Linked DNA regions of Anas platyrhynchos: region 1 is linked to region 2. Evidence: chromatin contacts called from public Hi-C data. All regions are on one chromosome and are shown on one strand. The core of a region is the stretch at or near the end of the contact, and the rest is flanking DNA. Distances in the headings are between cores, read along the strand shown. Region 1 holds the start of RDH10 (retinol dehydrogenase 10). Region 2 holds the start of ELOC (elongin C).

Evidence for each region. Hi-C and Micro-C count contacts between places; a contact is called where the count stands out from the background.
Region 1: a contact with region 2 is called in a Hi-C map of subcutaneous adipose tissue, with 2.3 times the contacts expected there. The contact joins the promoter of RDH10 here to the promoter of ELOC in region 2. A contact is called at or near these places in 3 of 8 Hi-C or Micro-C datasets (liver, skeletal muscle and subcutaneous adipose tissue).

The regions. Positions count from the first base shown.
Region 1 is chr2:33,353,665-33,358,080 of IASCAAS_PekinDuck_T2T, forward strand. It overlaps RDH10 (retinol dehydrogenase 10), which reads right to left and starts at 2,034. Exons shown (of 6, transcript XM_027452352.3): 1 at 1,535-2,034; 2 at 1,000-1,229. The coding sequence starts at 1,820. It overlaps RPL7 (ribosomal protein L7), which reads left to right and starts at 3,220. Exons shown (of 7, transcript XM_005021215.5): 1 at 3,220-3,368; 2 at 3,988-4,090. The coding sequence starts at 3,355.
Region 2 is chr2:33,049,378-33,053,632 of IASCAAS_PekinDuck_T2T, forward strand. It overlaps ELOC (elongin C), which reads left to right and starts at 2,989. Exons shown (of 4, transcript XM_027452362.3): 1 at 2,989-3,116. TMEM70 (transmembrane protein 70) reads right to left here and starts at 2,966. Exons shown (of 3, transcript XM_027452361.3): 1 at 2,698-2,966; 2 at 2,273-2,384; 3 at 1-1,321. The coding sequence starts at 2,826. The coding sequence ends at 873.

The DNA of each region.
Region 1 (4,416 bases), core at 784-3,283, 300 kb after region 2:
CTAAGTTTTGAAGATGAGGAATTATACAGAATTTTATTATCAAAAAGGTAAGAACAGACAAGAAAGCTCAAGTTGAAGTATATTTCAGATTGCCTAATCCTTTGATTGTTATGCAAGTGTATTTCATAACCTTATTTGAGGGACCAAAGAACAGTTCTAATACTAACAATAGGCTCGATCTGACAGCTAATGCTAACCCAAGTGTGCATTGTGCCCTCCTTCGACATAGTAATTTATATAACTCCACACTACAGTGAGCTTAAAAATAAAACACACATGAAAACAGGACTTAGGGAGAAAAGAAGAATGAGATCAGATAACTTCTCCTTAATTAGTAACTGCTACTTACAAAGACAGTATCACCTCAGAATCCACTTTAAAGGTTTCTCTTACTTCCACTGGCAGCCCCAGGATAGAGCTATGAGGACAAATACGCAGAATTCCTGAAAGAGTGTTCTTGGCTTGATTTCTTGAGAGATCTTTTGCCTTTACTCTCAGCCTTCAAAAGGAAGGGTTTGCCTCCAAGGCAATTTAAGCAAGATTTCCAACAGATTTTTTAATAAGTATTTTTTTTCCAGAAGTGTTTAAGTTCACTACTGTAACCATTATTAAAACAGCATTTTAAAGCTGCTAACGTACTAGTATAAAGCTACAGGAGGAGGGGAGTGAAGTCATTCATTAACAGTAGCAACCTTTAAGCAGATTCAGAGGTTACGGTTGCAAAAGACTTCATGCCCAGGACTACATAAGAGGGCATGAGATTTTAAACTCCAGATTCTAGGAGGACATTGTTGATTTAGGGCTATTTATTAATAACTGTAATACCCACCATTCCTGCTAGACAGAAAGTTAAATTAAAGAATAAGAAACCTGCAAAGTAGCCAGCTTGCAGATTAAAGGGAACAAGTGCAAAACCCAAGAAGACAGGAGTTAGGCAACAACAGTTAATTTCCTAAAATTAAGTGACAAAAAGGGCAGCAGAAAGAAGTTTATAGTTACCCAGAAATGTGCGTGACAGTTGACCATCATGGTCCTCTCGATAAGCTCATCGGGACACTCCAGGAGATGGTGCCCGGAGACCACGCCGGCGTTGTTAACCAGGACAGACACCTCGCCAACCTCTTTGCGGACCCTCTCTGCTGTCGAGTAGACATTTTCTCTCTTGCCCACATCGCAGGTGTACGTGTAAACCTGCAAGCCGCAATGGGGCAGCGCATCTTTTTCTCCATCTACTAAGGAACACAGACAAGAGAACAACAGGAGCCTTACTTGGGTTCCAAGAGGCGAACTGAGAGTTGAGCGGAAAGCGCGAGCCGGCTTCCATCGGGCTCAATAAACTTGGGCACAGCGGTGCCACGGGGAAGGACGAAGAACTCAGAGTTTTGCTGTCGCTGCCAGGTCTGAAGGACGCCCCGTGCCCTCCTGGAGCTGCCCCATGCCCGGGGGGGACCCTCGGGCACGGCGGCTGCGGGAAGGGGAAGGGAAGAGGCACAGGTGAGCTGCGGGGGACATCGTGGGGGACCCCCCCGCTTACCTTTGGGTGCGCTGGCGGTCTCGGCGAGCTCGCGGTAGATGTGCCGCACCATGCCCGCCGTCTCCTCGTTGCTCTGCGTGTTGATGTCCCACAGCACCAGCAGCGCCCGGCGCCGGGCGAACTCGAGGGCGAAGAGGCGGCCCAGGCCGCTGCCCGCCCCGGTGATGAGGCACACCTGCCCGGCCACGCTCTTCTCCTTGGGCCGCACCAGCCACTTGGCGGCGGCCAGCACGAAAGCCCAGAGCACCCGGAAGGTCACCACGAAGAGCTCCAGCAGGATGTTCATGCTGCCGGCCCCGAGCCCCCGCCGCGCGGCTCCGACACCCGGGGCCGCCCCCGCCTGCGATCAGGAGCCCGGCACGGCACGGCACGGGACGGGACGCCCCGCACGGAGCCCGGCACCGCCGCCCCGGCCCCGCACAGCCAGCCCGGGGAACGAGCCCCAGCACGGCTCCAGCCGCCCGCCCCGACCGCCCGCGGCCCCGCTGCTGGCAGTGAGCATCTTGCTCGCTCGGCGCCCTATATAGGGCGGGCCGGGCGGGCGGGAGGGCTCCTCCTCCCCGGCTCCCCGGCCCTCCCCCGGGCCGCTCCGCCTTCCCGGGACCCCCACACCCCCGCCCAGCCCAGCCCAGCCCAGCCCAGCCCCGCCGCTCGGGGGCCGGCGGCTGCGAGGCGGAGCCGGTGCCGGTGTCCCCCACCCCTCAGGGACTACATGTCCCGGCGTGCACCGCGCCGCCCCCGCAGCGCCATCTTGAGGCGAGGTTCGGGGTGCGGGGTTTGGGGGAGTTGACGGGGAGGTGGAGGTGGGGATGCGGTGGCGTGGGTCTGGTTTCTCCTAGAGAGATCTGGGTGCCCGCGTCCTGAGCTGTTTTTTTTTCTTCTCGGTGGATAAAGTGAAATCTCTTCGTTAAAAGAGTGCAAAATCTTTTCGGTGCTTAAAGGGGACTTATAAAAAAGATGAAGGGCGGCTCTTTGCTCAGACAGGACGAGGCGGAACTGTTTCAAACTAAAAGAGGAGAGGTTTAGATGAGACGTTAGGAAGAAATTCTTCACTCAGAGAGCAGTGAGGCCCTGGCACAGGCTGCCCAGAGAAGCTGTGGCTGCCCCATCCCTGGAGGTGCCCAAGGCCAGGCTGGATGGGGCTTTGGGCAGCCTGGGCTGGTGGGAGGTGTCCCTGCCCATGGCAGGGAGTTGGAACTGGGTGGTCTTTAACGTCCCTTCCAACCCAAACCATTCTATGAATCTATAATTCCTTATACTTAAGGTATTTTAAGTCTTTTATTATCTATTTGTGAGCTGATAGGTTTTAATCACCCCATTCGTTACAGCTTTAACGAGACCAAATGACACGAGCTGCTGCGTTAGAACAAAACAACGCTATTCTACGAACATCATCGCTAATGCAGCTGCCACCCGGCACCTCTGTACGCAGGCAGCAAATAACCCAGCAGATGCCGACCGCCCTCAGCCCGGCTGCCCGCTCTTTTATTGCCACACCGAACAGTTCTTTGCTGCTCCAAGTTCTGCCACTTCTCCTGCACGCGTACGCCAGGACTAGTTCCTCCAAAGGCGATTTTAACAACGTATGTAGTAACAAGCACGGAGCAACTTTCTAAATTAAAAAAATAAAAAAAAAAAGCGACGTGCCCCGCCGAGCCACTCAGGCACTCCCTGGCCACTCCTCCCTACACGCCGCTATCAGGCAGCTCCGCGGCCACCCCAAAGCCGGGGTCCTTCCAGCGCTCAAAGCCCTGCCGAGCAGGCGGGAGGCTTTAGGCGGCCCTGCGCATGCGCCCGCCCTCTCTCTTCCGGCGCTGAAGATGGCGGACAAGGAGTGAGTACCCGCGGCGCCTCGCTGCCATCCGCCGCCATCCGCGGCCGCGGCCTCCTTTGGGCTGACGGCGGGACGCTGCCCGGCCGCGGGGGCTCTGCCGGCACCGAGCGGGATGAGTAGGAGGGTGGGGAGCGGCGGGGATGCGGCCGCAACCCGCTCCGTCCCGTCTGCTGGCGGCGGTGGCTGCCCCGGTGGCCTGTGGTGAGGTGGAAGGGAGGGAGGGAGTCGTTACTGTCTTGTAAATGCTGGTATTGTAGCTTTCGAAGCATTTAATAGCTTTAAATTCCGGTAAGTTACAAAGCTGTGTAATAAAGCTCTTAATTAAAGCCGTATTTTTTATTTTTTTTTTCTCCAGAAGTATTTGTTGAAATGTTAATTAGCCGTAATCGGCGTTCAGAGAGCACATAAGAATGTTAGGCTTCCTTGTTTCAATGCAAAAGGTGATCCTTTTAAGCTGTATTGCAGCTTGGTAATAACCGGACCAAGTTAGATACAGACTGCTTGGAGGCTGTGAGGCCTGCATGTACATCCTGCCTGTTTGTGTTGGTATTCATAATGTGCTGTTTTTTGCTAGTTTAAAGGAACTTGCCTTTCAGGAGTACTTTCTTTTGTCGTTTAGAGCAAAGAAGGTGCCTTCTGTACCGGAAAGCCTCCTGAAGAGGCGGAAGGCTTATGCAGCTGCAAAAGCCAGACGTCTGAAGAGGGTGTTGGCTCAAAAAAAGGTGAATGTCATGATTACTTGAATGGCTGTTGTCTAGGCAGGTCAGAGGAATGCTGCCACTGGTGATATTAAAGCAACAAATAACTTCACAGTATTTACTTAGCTTTAGTACTTTAATATGTAGGTGTGAAATACTACTCCCCCATATCAATTTAACGTATAATAAACCAGATCTGGGCAAAGCAAAGGCAAAGTGTGTGATTTTCCATAAAACTATGGTTAGTCAACAGTCTCAGAACCATCAGATATCCGGAGTTGGAAGGGACCTACAGAATTACCGAGTTCAGGCTCTGGCTCCTCACAGAACCACCCAAGAAGCAAACTGTT
Region 2 (4,255 bases), core at 1,739-4,238:
ACAAGCTCTAAACAGTATTCTATCAGAGATTTCCTTTTGCATCCCCAACTTTTAAAAATGGTGAAAGAGTCCATTTTAACCATTAACTGCTAGCATTTTAAGTTGGTCCAAATACAGTATGCTTTAACAGGATTTTGACAGCACAGTTCTTATGCTAACATGCTCCCCCAAGTACACACACAAAAGACAGGCTACTTGTTTTCCATATCTGGGAGCAGAGTTCCTTGGGAATGGGACTCTATCTTAACACACCATTTAGTACCTGTGACTATACCTTGTTGTGACTCAGCTGTTCTTTCTAACTTCTCCAGAGGCCCCCAGACCTCTAGCAGGAACTAATAACAATACCTGTCTGCTTTCTGAAGACTCTTCCTGGCTAAGTAAAAGCCAATACCACTCTCAGGGTATGAAGAGCAGCATCAGGAGGAAAAAAAAAAAAAAAAAAAGAAAAAAGGAAAGAAAAAAAAAAGCCCTCTCTTTTCGCATTAAATGTAATTTACTTGACAGGTAATGAATGCTGATCATTTTTTTTAATCTGAATTTTACAAGAGATTGTGAGTTTGCAGCACAGCCCATGCATTTTACCGTTCTCCTGGATAGTTAATAATAGAAACTAAATCAAGAATAGCAAGCAGAAGACAGACATAAGCATTTTTAGTATGTTTTGTGTCATTAACTTTGAAGAAAGACTGCACATTATTTAGAACCTTTTTTTTTTCAGTACATTCCAAAACACATTTGGGGAACTCAAATGTTATCTGATACTTAAGAAAATATAACAGAACACAACATGCTTTTACATATATAGCTCTGCACCATAACCGGGTAATAAGTAACAATTCATGTAATAAGTGATATTCCTGATCTTCAAGTTATTTACTTTCACTGTTTTCCTTTTCCTCCTCAAAATCAAAATATAAGGATTTGTCATAGCCCATGAGACGGTTAAAATCCTCAGGATTCTGGAAAAGCAGCGGATTAACAAGCATTGATTTAGTTTTAGCATAAAACGTTGTAAACATCTTGGTGATGTCTGGAATCTTCACATCTTTCTGCTGGAAGACAGTCACTTTCTCTGTCAAGATTGCATTGTACGTAATAGCTGTATAGGTGTCCATTTCCTCCTTATAATAGAGTCGAATCACATAGCCTTTTGTAAGGATATGCAAAGTGACTGGTGTTACAAATGTAAAAAACCCTATCAACCCATAAAATGCAGCTTGTATAAGCAGGCTATCAAATCCAATGCCAGTTTTGAGCATGATGTAGGGCACCATGAACAGGTTGAATATGCTGGTGGAGTAAGAGAAAAACCTCACACCTACATAAAACAAGAAGAGAAAACCAAGGTTAATACTTAGAAGTAAAATCATCTCTATAATTGCACGTGGTCTGCTACTATAAATTTATGTCATTACATGAATAAATAAAGTTATTGAAAATCTACTTTTTAAAAAAAACTCTCCAATACAAAAAGCCATTACAAAGAACCAGGAAACTCAGTACTCTCTTCCTTCTACTGTTATGGTTCGTATATACATTCACACTGGGTTTATCAAAGCTAGCAGCTGGCTCCATTTCTACGATGAACTCAGAAATTCTGTGATTCTTTGATTATGCAATTAGGCACAAGTATGAAGTTTTCACTTCACAAGCAGGAGTAATCACCACAGATATGGCCAGGCATTTCTCCCTTTCCCAACAGTCAAAGCAGACATTCAGTGGGCTTTACAGAGAAAAGTTTGATTGGTCCCCCCACTATGTTGAAAGCTGAAAAATCTAGGTTAATCAATACTAGTACTCCACATAATAATAATAATAATAATACAAGTACTCCACAGCCATCTTTGCATACAGCTTAGAAGACCATAACCATTGCTGTGCGTCACCCCCAGTCCTTGTGCCTACTTCATAGGCATTTCAGTAACATTCAGAAGCATACAGAACGCAAATATCAGGTCTCTGTTTGCTCCTGGGTTGAGAAATGCACTCCACAGGCTGCAAGAGAAAAAGACGCAGGCTGAAGGATTACGGAGTTGCACTGTACCATTATAACTCCCTGCAGACCTAAAACTAATTAGAATATAGAAAAATTGTTAACATTAATCATTACACTGTACAGAAGCATAAAATAAAGCAACACAACAAGATATTTTTTTTTGATGTACTCAAAAATTGGGTTTTAGCAGAGATGGAAAGAAGAACATTCAGTTTTATAACGTTGAATTTTAAAGTTATTTAAAGAAAGAGTAAATCTCTTCAAGTGACATACCTAACACCGCCTTTGCCAAGTTTCCTTTATAAAGTAATCTTCCATGCTCCGGGTGGTCAGCAGGGGCGGATGTGCTGAGGCTGCGAACAGCCAGCGCTTGAAAAGACGTAACCTGGAAGAGGAGAGCAAGCAGCATCAGTACCAATCCACTTCACAAAGGTTTCTCCTTGTCCTGAAGCCACCCCCAGGGCATCCTGAACGAGGAATTACAGTCAGGGTATAGGCCACGAGGCACGCAGAAATTCCAAATAACGTATCGATTGGCTATTTTCACTATATCCCAACTAGTTATTCCAAAGCAGCGCTGGATATCGACACAGCGATGTACAAACGTTACACTTGCTTTGTGGAGGCCTCCCAAACCCGTAACCCTCCAAGCCCCGCTGCACGACCTCCCCCCCACCCCCTCCCCTCCCCTCCCCTACCTGCCACCCCCCCGCGCTGTCCCGGCGGCGGCAGGCAGCGGGCAGCCCTCGGTGCGCGGCGGCCCCCCGCAGCCAGGCGGGGCCGGAGGCTGCCCTGCGGCAGCAGGCGGCGGCTCGGAGCAGCAGCATGGCGGCGGGCCCTGCGTTCAGCCCCCCACAGCAGGCCGGCACCGCCCGGCACCCGCGGAGGACACAGCGCAAAGCCGGCCCGCTCCTAACATGGCGGCCGCCCCCCGGCCCCCCCGGGAAACTACATCCCCCAGCGTGCCTTGCGCGCCGCCGCGCGGCCTCGCTCCTGTTCCAAGGGCAGGGCGCTGGGGGGGAGGGGGGGAGCGGAAGTTGCGCCGTGCCCTGGCGGAAGCGCTCGGCCCGAGGCGGCGGGGGCCCTGCGAGCGGGGCGGAGGGAGCGGCGCCGACGGGTGAGGGGGCGGCGGGGCCGGGGGGAGCCCGCGGGGCCCTCCCGGAGCTCGGGGGCAGGGCCCCGGCCTCCGGCGGGTCCCTCCCGGTGCTGGGGTTAAGGGAGGCGAGGGCTGGAGGCCGGGGGGAGCCTCCCGGAGGGGTGAGGGCCGCCGCCGGGGGGGGGCCTGTTGTCGGTGGCCGCTTCCCGGTGGCCGTTTCCCGGCTCCTCTCAGCGCTCGTTGGGAGGGGATGGGGCTGCCAGGAGAGGGGGGTGTCCGTGGGTGTGGGTACAGGCGTGGGGAGGGACGGGGTGACACCAGCAGGCTCCTCCGGCAGCCGGCGTTATCTTATAAGGCGCAGCGCTGCCTGAAGTGGCATCAGGGAAGGTGCTCGGTGTCGCATGTCGCGATATTAAGGCAGCCCGGCGCGATAGGGAAGCCCTAAATAGTCGTGGGCTTTCTGTTTACTCTGCTTCGCCGTGGGTCGCTCGCAAAAGTTCAGTTTGGAAGGAGGCCAGGAAAATGTAAGTAGCAGACAGCTGAGGCACCTTCGGAGCAAGAGCAGCTTTGTGCCCGTGTTTGTGAATATCCCCTTCTGTGCGCGAGTTTCCTCTTTTTGACATACTAAAAACAAAAACACTGCTGGGAGCAAAACGCTGTTCATTAAATCAAGAGTTACTTAGAAGAGGATAAGCGCTAGTTTTTCCCTAATACATCTGGGGATAAGCTGTCCGGTGTTTTGAAGAAGTGTAAATAATTTTTTCCCTAAGATTTGCCATCAACACTGGGAAGCTTAACACAGATAACCTTTACACACTGTAAACACTTTTGGCAGTTTTCTCTTGTTAATTCAGAGAAAATTCATTTGAGGTTTATTTTTTGTTCGTACTAGAATGGGTGATGAACAGATTTAGCTACTTTCTTGCAGTCTTAATGTAAAGACTTAATGCAAAGACTTAATGCTGGTACGGTGAGGAGATCCAGATGATTCTCTATTGAGATGATTCTTCTGTCTCCCACCTTCTTCTTTATTCTTCTGATATATTTGTCTTCATGCTTATGTCCCTTATGCTGTGCGTGTGGACAAACTGATACCTTCAAAAAACTTAATTAGCTTCAGATTAAGCATTTTTGTAATTCTGAAATAAAGGAATTTGGAT